2 separate regions of the Pan troglodytes genome follow, and region 1 is linked to region 2. The links are chromatin contacts, called in public HiChIP or PLAC-seq maps. All regions are on one chromosome and are shown on one strand. The core of a region is the stretch at or near the end of the contact, and the rest is flanking DNA. Distances in the headings are between cores, read along the strand shown.

What was found. HiChIP or PLAC-seq counts read pairs in DNA pulled down with a chosen protein or histone mark.
Region 1: a contact with region 2 is called in an H3K4me3 HiChIP or PLAC-seq map of stem cell-derived excitatory neurons, with 2.6 times the contacts expected there. The contact joins the promoter of LOC134808364 here to the promoter of FNTB in region 2. A contact is called at or near these places in 1 of 7 Hi-C or Micro-C datasets (stem cell-derived neural progenitor cells) and 1 of 1 datasets of contacts at active chromatin or transcription factors (stem cell-derived excitatory neurons).

The regions. Positions count from the first base shown.
Region 1 is chr15:63,388,515-63,393,633 of NHGRI_mPanTro3-v2.0_pri, reverse strand. It overlaps LOC134808364, which reads left to right and starts at 2,939. Exons shown (of 1, transcript XM_063793560.1): 1 at 2,939-5,119. The coding sequence starts at 3,551. The coding sequence ends at 4,078. It also overlaps a transcript of FUT8 not described here.
Region 2 is chr15:62,962,633-62,968,111 of NHGRI_mPanTro3-v2.0_pri, reverse strand. FNTB (farnesyltransferase, CAAX box, beta) reads right to left here and starts at 3,357. Exons shown (of 12, transcript NM_001302412.1): 1 at 2,992-3,357. The coding sequence starts at 3,135.

The sequences.
Region 1 (5,119 bases), core at 1,690-4,189, 430 kb before region 2:
CACTATAACAAGCTGCAATGTAAAAAAATTCAAACTCCAAGAAAGAAACTCCATACTACATGGTAGTGAAATATGAGCCAGAGAATCAATAAGAGGATGCTACACTACTGTTGAAGACCAGAAGTTGATATCTCCTTTGAAAAGTATCAACAGAAGCAGCATTGATGCAGGGTACAAAAGTACTATAATAAAGCTGGCTGTGGTAGCACATGCCTATAGTCCCAGCTACTCAAGAGACTGAGGTAGGAGGATCGCTTGAGCCCAGGAGTTCAAGGCCAACCTGGACAAAACAGCAAGATCACATCTCTATTGGGGGAAAAAAAAAAAAAAGTACCATAATAGTAATACTTTTAGTTTCAGAGTTGTTTAAAAATCTTAATTTTATGTTTAGTAAAGTAACTTATTCAAGTTTTTTTAAATATTTACTCTTATGATTGTAAAACTTTCTTTTATATTTATCAATTTGCTATAATATGAAATGATGTATCCACCATTTAACTAAATCAAGAGATTTATTAAATGCAGTTTATCATAAATCAAAAATAACCATTAATGAAATGGAAGAATCTATTTACTTTATCAGCATTGAGATTCTATTTACATAATGAAGAGCTATGGATAATAAACAGCCCAAACACTATCTGCAAAGAAACCAATATTCCAATGATTTTAATATACATATAATTATCAGTCTCTAGGCTTGGATTTAAAGAATATGTGAATGGAAAGAAGTAAATTAACATACTAATTTATTACAGCTTAGAAACCTAAATGAAATGCCACAGGCCACAAAACAACTGCTTCGTATTCAAAGGCACACATTCAATTTGGTAGATCAGCTGGACTCACTGCATTATACTGCAGGAGATAAGGGTTAAGTGACCTGGGGATACTGTTCTCCAGATGTCTAAAAGGTCCATTTTTTTATTGGAATTATCTCTACTTTAAAAAAAAAAAAAAAAGGAATTACATCTACTTTTGATAAATACGTAGCTTACCACACAATTAATACCTTCGCCCATATAAGATTCTACTTGAAGCTTCGTTTTTGAAATTTTAGGATTGTAGCTATTATAAAAACAAAATTTAAGAACACACAACATGTACAATGGGTCAAGAATACATGCCTTAGATTCTGATGAACAGGACAAGAAGGTTAAGAAAATACTATAACATACTCTAAGTTTGGGGATACATTTTAGAGATTTTAAAATGAGAAATCCAATAAATCTTTAAGCATTTAGCTTTCCATTATTGCAGCTCATGAAAAGACTTCTTTAAACTAATTTGTAATACACAATATATTCACTCCACAAATAACTATGTACATATATATGCCCACATCAATTTCGTACTCTTTTAATTAAAAGTTTATGTTTCTTTTGGTCATAAAAATCTGGTTTTGGGTGTTTTAAAAGTTCAAACAGCTATTAAGCTATACTTTGCTTTGGCACTAGCTCCCCCTCCAGACCAATGTACTAATATAACAGCATTTTTAAAAATAATAATAAGTTAACAGGTTTTTCCAATCCACTAGCAAATTTTAAGATTCACCACTTTTAAGGACACTCCAATTGCGTAAAAATAACTGGTAAGAATTTGCAACAAAACAATGCAGGATGTAATCAGAATTACTGTTTTGTTTTGTTTTTTTCGATTCTATACGTCTTAAACAGAACTGATTTGTAGGAAAACAACTTCAGGTGACTTTTTAAATTCAAAAATATCCTCAAAATATAACCTATATAAGGCCGTACTTTATGGAAATTATTTTGAATCACTATCCTATTACACAAGACACTCTTCAAGTTAACTCACAACTTGACCAAAGATACATTTTTGCATCTGTTTCTGCAATCTATACAAGTTTCATTCCAGCTGTTCAGCTCTTGAATTCAAACAGAATTCTCAATTTATAAGGCAGCAAAAAGAAAATCCATGTCTTTGTACGTGTCTTATAGCCTATTCATCTCTAACTCCCTGCATTTTTTACACACTAAACCTGTGAAATCACAATTACAAATGCTTGAATTCCCACCTTTTCAATACTACCGTAGTATTTATAAATCAAGTAATTAAGATTTTCTATACACATAGCAGATTTCACAAGGACAGCAAGGTACAGGGCCTTATTATTTGGCATAGGGTTTTAAGATGTTTTTACAGTTATTTTAAAGAGCAGAGACTACAACTCCATTATTTCTCATATATCTGATATACTGTAGTGCTTAAATAATTTCTCTCCTAAAATACTTTCTATGTGATGCCCCTATTTAAAGAATTAGTCATAAAACATAGAATGTAAATTTAATCAAGAAAATAAACATGCACCTAACCGCCGGAATAACAAGAAAAAAAAAAAAACTATAATGAAATCTGCCTACAGTTTTCATAGAGGCAAGCCAGTTAAGTCAGTTACTTGAGATGCGTTTAACTCTAAACTGACACAAAACTTGTATTGAATTTGTTCCGCAAAACGTTGAAATTTGGGGTTATGTACTGGAGAATTTGGCTTTTCTGGGTCCACCTTCCTGAGTGGGTTTAAATAAACTGTGAATAATTAAAACATAGGAAGGAAAAAACACCACCTGTCCGTGCCTTTAACCAAGGCCTCAATCTATATTATACGGCAAAATGCTAAAATAAAAGCTCATCCGGGACAAACCCTAAGCATGACACTGCCACTTAAGAAATACACTGCGTCTCTGAAGATTGCAATCCCCACTGTGAAGAAAGAACAGGTGCTGCACCCGACAACCCACTCAATCCTGCAGGACAAACCTCCTAGAACTGATTAAATATGGACTCATTTAACCTTCCCAAATAAGTTGATACTCAAAAGCCGCCAGCTCGTCATTTGCACATCAAAAGGGAGTACAGCTGCACTCAAGCCTTTAACTGCCCTGCATCAGTCCCTCGCGGATCTTTGTGCGGGTCCACTCCCTGCTTTCTAGCCCGAGCAGCACTCAGAGAGAGCCCATAACGCACGGGCATCTTCCTCCCCACAAACCGCGACTCCAGGGACCGAGCTGCTGACGAAGGGAAGGTAGGTGTGGAGGGGAAACGACGGACACCTCCCACCCCCGCCCCCAACCCTTCTCCTTCCCTAGGCTTTGGCCCCTGCCCTAGGCAAGGATGCGCGACGCGGAGGGCAGCAGCGGCGCAGCTCCGCGTCCCGGCTGGAGAGGCGGGCGCCCCTCACCCTCTGCCCGCGCCCCCGGGGCTGCGCCAAGGCATCCGCCAGAGCGTCCCGGGGGCTCCCTCCCCACTTTTCCGAGAGCCGCTGGTTAACCGGCAGCAGTTGCAGCAACAGGCCCGGGGGTCGCCCGGGGAAACGAGCAGGGACAGCCGCGGAGCCTCCTCAGATCCCGCGCGCAGCCCAGCCCAGCCCAAGACCCCGAGGCGCGCGGGGCCCGGCTCCCAAAACGCCCCCTTACCCCAGGCGGGAGCAGAGGCGGTCTCCGCCGCTCCCCGTCGCAGCTGCCAAAGCCACAGCCCTCAGCCGCAGCTGCCCCACGCTGGGGGAGTGGGAAGGGTGGCTGAGTGGAGGATGCTACTCCCGACCGAACGGAGAGGAAGAAACGGAAACAGGAACCGCCGCCGCCGCTTAACGGAGCCTTCGGCGCCACTGACTGAGGCAGAGCGCGAGGCGGCGCGAGCCGGGCAGTCGCTGACAGCGCGAGACCGAGAGCGAGCCGGGTCCAGGGCGCGCGACCCTGAGCAGTGCCGGCCCCATTCCGCGGGGAGAGGAAGGGACGGGTCGGCTGGGGCCAGGCGGCGGGGGCGGGATGGGGAGGGGGCCTGGAGCGGAGGGAACCGGCTCCTCGGGTCGGCCGGAGATAACGCGCGCACGCGCCGGAGCGGCTCTGACAACGAGCGCAGGCGGGGAAGCCTCGGCCAGCGCCGGCGTGCGCGCGCGAATGGGGGCGCGCGCCCCTCGGCGTTCCTGGCTTCTGAGAGAGGGCGCGCATGCGCCGGCCGCTGCCACCTACGGCGACCCTGGCATGTGCCAGGGCTTCTCCCCGCCCCCTTCCTCGCTGCGCCGGTGGAGAGCGTAGCAGCAGCATCCACCGCCTAGCAGAGCCGCGGGCCACAGCGGGACGGCACAGTTCCAGCAGGGCAGCGGCTGCGCACGCCGGCGCCGGCTCGCACACAGGCGTAGGCCGCCCTCTACCGCCTGAAGGCCGAAGGCTGAGCGGGGCGCGAGCGGATCCCGGGAGGAGACCCGCCTCCAGAGAATGCAGTGCTCCCTACAGCGCGGGGAATGGACCGGCCCGTGCCAGCTCAGTCGGCGGCCCTAGGGGGCACCCGCACTAGAGGTTTTGAGGCTGGCTCCTTGCTACTTTTAGGGGTGCGCGCTGCTGCTGCTCAGCCCCTGCAGCCCGCATTTGGCCGCTTGACTGCTGCTTCCAGCGCGATCCTACAATGGCATCGCTCCCCCAGGAGACTCAGCGAAGCCCTACTTTATCTTGTAAGAGCTGTTTCCACATTCACTCGAAGAGAAAGACCCCCCCCACGAGGGCCTGAGTTCGATGCCCGGCCTCTCCCGACCCGCGGCTGCGACAGCCCCTCTGAGGCGGAAGTTTATTCAGTACGGGAAAGAGAACAGCACGGGGAGAGGGGAGAGGCTTTGCCCTAGGATGCGTCCTACCCGCTCGGACTCGGAAAATTCCCGGCGCCCGCGATGCAGAGCAGTGGACCGAAGGGCTGCCCCAGAGCAGCCCAGACCGCCAGCTGAGCGGGAGGACCTGAGCGCGCCGCCCCAGCACACAAAGTAGTCGCGGGACGAGGGGTGCCGCCGGGGCCAATCAGAGCCGCGCGCCGCGTGAGTGGAGTGCGAGCCGGCCAATCAGAGGGCCGGAAGATGAGCTTCCCGTTCCAAACTCTTCCCTGTAGCCTTGGGACCCAGATCCCAAGCCTGGGGCGCTTTACGGTGGGAGAGCGAAATGGTGCCCTTAAGACAAGAATCATTTCTCTAGGCTTGGGCATTTTAAAGTACATAACGGGGATACTTATCCCAAAGCAAGTAGCGGCGGCCTTTTAGATGTTAAATATTAAAAGATCACAAAAAGGAGATTTAAGAGGCAGTGGCCTGTCAAGGTTGCAATCTGCCTAATAT
Region 2 (5,479 bases), core at 2,108-4,607:
TCCTTTGTGCTTGCTGCTTTCTCTGCCCAGAATACTCTTGCACCAGATCCATGATGGCTTCCTCCCTCATCTGAGACTTCAGGTCTCAGATCACATGTGTTGTCACCAGAGGGTTCCCCTTAACACCTTATATGAAGACCTCCCCTGCTCCCACCCCACCCATTCCTGACACACCCTATCCCCTCTATCCCAAGGTGTTACTCTCCACAGCGTTTCTAATTAACATTTTATATTGAGATGGCTATAGATATTAACTCTTTTAATTGACTGCCTCATTGGCCTAGAAACAGTTTCATAAAGGCATCAACTTGGCCTCTTTTGTTCAACAACTTATGCCGAGTGTCTAGAACAGTGCCTGGCACGTAGAAGGCGCTCAAGTATTTGCTGAATGAATAAGAATCAACGAATGGAACAGACGACTCACAGCTAAAGACTCCTTCCACTATTTATAGGTTTAACTCCTATTACCAAATTATTGCTTAACAAATAAACCGAGTCTTCTGATAATCAGATAGGAAGCAGGTAACAAGCATTTATTTTTTGTTTTTTTTTTTTTAATTTGAAAAGTTTTCATCTTAAATAGACACAGGGTCTTGCTATGTTGCCCAGGCCAGTACCAAAATCAGTATAGTCATTTTTTGTTTTAAGAGACAGGGTTTTACTCTGTTGCCCAGGCTAGAGTACTGTGGCTCGATCATGGCTCATCTGTGAACTTCTGAGCTCAAAAACAATTCACCCACCTCAGCTTCCCAAGTAGCTGGGACTACAGGTGCATGCCACCACGCTCAGCTACTTTTTTTTTTTTTTTTTTTTGGTAGAGACGGGGTCTTGCTATATTGCCCAAGTTGGTCTCCTGGGCTCAGGTGATCTTCCCGCCTCGAACTCCCAAAGTGCTGGGATTACAGGTGTCAGCCATCAATTTGTTTTTACTGGCAATGGCACAAAATTGAGCTATCAGTAAATGGAAGCTTTAGTTAAAACTGAAAGAGTAATAGTATATCCTCTGTAAACAACTCCTCCTAACAAGGTTGTTACTTTTGATGAATGTATCATTAACCTACCAATGTGGTAGGTCTCTAAACCTCAGTCTTCTCATCCATAAAAAGTGAAAGGATTGAATGATACCACATATGGAGAGCATTTAGCACTGTGCTGAGACTCAATAAATGGTCACTAACATGATTATTAAAACAGTGAGGCAGGCCACAAAAATGAGATACAACATTATCATCCTACTACCTGAAACTGTTCATCCTAGACTCTAATAATGTGTGCTGGAATAACAACATGAAAAAGAAATATAAGATTCTTTACTGTCTGCCATACCGTTGGGTCTAGATTTGAAAGATGCTCGCACCAGGAGCAGTGGCTCACGACTGTAATCCCAGCACTCTGGGAGGCCGAGGAGGGCAGATCACTGGAGGTCAGGAGTTCCAAACCAGCCTGGCCACATGGTGAAACCTGTCTCTACTAAAATACAAAAATTAGCCAGGCGTGGTGGTGGGCGCCTGTAGTCTCAGCTACTCTGGAGGCTGAGGCAGGAGAATGGCGTGAACCCGGGAGGCGGAGGGTGCAGTAAGCCACTGCATCCCAGCCTGGCAACAGGGCGAGACCCCATCTCAAAAAAAAAAAAAAAAAAAAAAAAGGCAATCCCATAGTCTAAGGTCAGATAATAAGTAAAACACTTGACCTGAATCAACTCAGCAATCAATCATTTAGGAATTCTGCAAAGATCCTGTAGGTTTTTCATCAATGGGAAATTTCTTTACAATCTTTTGCAGTCAGCCTTCCCTGGGACACACTGGTAGGCAAACCAACCTGGAGAATTAGCTAGATTCGAGAGGTGAGGATTTCCTTTGCTACCCTAAATTCCATGAAGTTTAAATCTCCAGTTAAAATATTTTCTCTGCTACTTTGTGAATAATCACGTATCAAGCCCTTGTTTCTGTTATAAATTTATAATTCTATTTAGTCATAACTGTACAGTAAAACAATTATTGTTACTAATTTTGCCAAAGTACAGGCTTCCAACTTAAAGTAGGAAATACAAAACAGGTCTCTCCAAGGTAAAGCCTGGAGACTGATCTCACTAAGAGATCTTATTTCAGTAAGCAGCAGAATGTTCATTTATTAGTGTTAAGAATTATCCTAACCACTTCTCCTAGGGACAGATGGATAAACAGTTCCACATAGCAACCTTGGGAACAATTCCAATTAGGGAATAAGAAGAAAAACAAAACTATGGTTTTGGGCATATGAATATATACTCATTCGCCAAACACTTTTCAAAATGATAGGTTCGATCCTACTTCTAGGCCTTAGGGAATGATTAGTAGTCCAAAATCCATTCTTTCTATTAGATCACTTTCCAAACTGTTTTCCTGCCTGTCCCCCAACCAGGCTCCTGGTCAGGAGCTGTTTTATTTCCTTGTACTTCTATCGTTTAATATTGTGTCCGACACGTAGCTGGTGCTCAAATGGCTGAATGACTACCAAAATGCCCACCCACGAGGCGGGCCCCCAAACCTGGCACTGTAGGTCAAAAATTAAACAGATCGTGAAACGGCATGACAGCAGCCTGGCCCTGCTCTCTGCCTCCAGAAGCTGAGGGCAGGTTGGGAAAAGTGCACTATGCACCCCAGAACCTCCCGAAGTACTGGCAGAACAGAGTGGGCTGTCCGACCCGCACGGGCTGCCTCTGTCCTCCAGGCATAGAACACGATTCTTCTCGTTCTTTAGGGCAGAGGGGACCCGGCTACTGCCCTCTCCTCCAAGCCCAACCTTGAAACGACCCTTCCCCAAGCTGGCCGCGCAAACGCTCCACGACGAAGCCCAAGCCTGGGCGCCCGGAGCTTCCCAGAGGAAAGGCGCCGCGGTGCGCTGTGGGAGTCGTAGTTCCCCGGTGAGTTCCGCACCCGGGCGGCCCTGCGAATGGGACTCGCGCTCCCAGAACACATCGCGCGGGCGCCTCGCCCAGTCCTGCCACCTCACCTGTTCTATGGACGTGACTGTTTCCACCGAGTCGTCCTGCAACCGCTCTCGCGCGTGCTCGGGCCTCAGACTGTACAGCGGCTCTGACCAGACGGGGGAGGAAGATGGAGGGCAATAGTAGGTGAAAGAACTCGGAGAAGCCATGATCAGGAGAGCAGCAGACAGTGTGTAGGACTCTGCTTCGTTAAGCAACAACGCGCATTGAAACTCGAGCGGGCTAAAGCGCTACGGCGAGCGGATAGAGGCAAAAAGATTTTGAACGCGAATGTCTCCTCCCGCCTACCCGTCTTTCGAGTGAGTTACTGAGATGCTGCCGCCCCCCATTGGGCAGAGGAGCTGCTGCAAGAGCGTAGAGTCCTGAAGCGCAAGGGTGTCTACATCCGAATTTCATTTCAGCGAGATGGCGTAGGACGCCTCGGTTTGTTACGCAAATTGTTAAAGAACTTTAACATTCTGCTAATTCTCACTTAATTGTAATGCAATCGTTTGCAATTTCAGGTGCCCAAGAACCCAATGAATGTTAAGTTTGAAAGCATTTCTGACAGCTCTACTGATTTGCCTCAGTCACGCAATTACTAATAGAATTATTGTGCACCTTGGGGTACTTGACAGCCTCCCAGGAGAAGGCAGCAGCTGCTCAAACGTGCAAGGACGCCGTCTCAGTATCACTCAGTGATGGAGGGAGGGGGGCATTATGATTTTCTCCTGTCTCTTGGAGGTTACACTGCAGTAGCAAGAACTGAAATGCAGTAGAAGGAACAAGGATAAGTGAAATAGACAGTCAGTCCGCAGATATTTATGGAACACCTGCTATGTGTCAGGCATTGTGCTAGGTTCTAGGAATACAAAAGTGAACAAAACGAAGTCCCTTCCCTTGGAAACCTTACATTCTAAGAAAATCGACAGAATTGAATGTATCCAACACAATAAATATATGAAGACTTGTGATAAATTATATGAAGGAAAATAACAGGGTCTATGAGAGAGACTAAAGGGGTAAGAAACTAATTGAATTGTATGGTCAGGCCAAGCCTCTCTAAATGACCTTTCATTTGAGATCCGAAGGATGACGAGGAGTCATCCAGAAGAACAGTATGGGAAAGAACTCCTGAAAAAGGAAGAAACAGCAACTTTTAGAAGACATGTGCTGGGCACGGTGGCTCACGCCTGTAACCCCAGCACTTTGGGAGGCTGAGGCAGGAGGATCACTTGAGGAGTTAGAACATCCTGGGCAACATAGCAAGACCTCATCTCTATTAAATATCAAAAAAATTAGCCGGGCGTGGTGGCGCATGCCTGTAGTCCCAGCTGCTCGACAGGCTAAGGTGGGAGGATCTCTTGAGCCCAAGAAGTCGAGGCTGCAGTGAGCTATGATTGTGCCACTGCACTCCAGCCTGGGTGGCAGAGCGAGACCCTGTTTCAAAAAAAAAAAAGCAAAACAAAAAAACAAACAAAAACCATAGGCTCAAGTGACCCTCCTGCCTCAACCTCCTGAGTATCTGGAACTACAGATGCTCACCACCACGCCCAGCTAGAATAAAAGAAATTCTTATTGATTCTTATGGAGTGGACTTACTCATCACACTTGCCTCCAGAACAACCAAGTTTAAAGTTGTGATTTTTAGGAAAACGCTGCTACCTTTGGACAAGCAATAGAAGAGAATTTATTTTAGGGCATGCATCAAAAGTACTACACCAAAAATTATAATACCAAGAGATTAAACTGGGGGAGTTATGTAGGAGATTATAGAAGGTATGATAATAACAGACATTCCGGGTACACTTGGAGACAAGCTTTACTTCCTGCTCAGAGCATTTCACTCTGTTCCCACTCCATTCCATGTCACATGTCTAGGATCCAGGGATTATAGACCAGAGTGACATTTGACAACCAGCCATTCCCCTGTTCTCAGTCTCTGGTAGAAAATAGAAGCACTCACAAAACTTTCAAAGATGAGGCTGGGCTGGCCTAAAGACCTCAGGTGGATAAATACTACCACCATGTCCATTTTAGTGGTACTGTTGCTGAACTAAGACCTAGAGGCACCAGAATATTACCAAATCTGGAAATAAGGGGACAGTATGGGTTAGGACCCATGGATAAGGCTGCACAATGTGAAATGGTCTCATTATACTGCCCCCTGTATTGGCATCTTACTGTCTTTCCCTTAGTTATATTTTGGGAAATAAATGGTCTGATAAGGTCAGGGTTATATCTAAGGATTCAGCCTTTGTCACAAAGAGTTTCTTTGCAGGAGAGCTGGAAACTTAACGCTTCAATCCTGAAGACTGTGCTATTGAAAGAATAGCTGGGACAGTTTTGTGACAAATTGTTGCATCTGTCACAGATGCACCTAAAGCAATTGCAAACTGTATTTTAGAAATAAAAATTCATCTCTGAAATTCAGTCTCCTCTGCAGTGGGATCCGAAAGATGTGAATAGGAACATGGGCAAGAGTCTCCGGCCCGATAGTGTGTTCTCATTCAA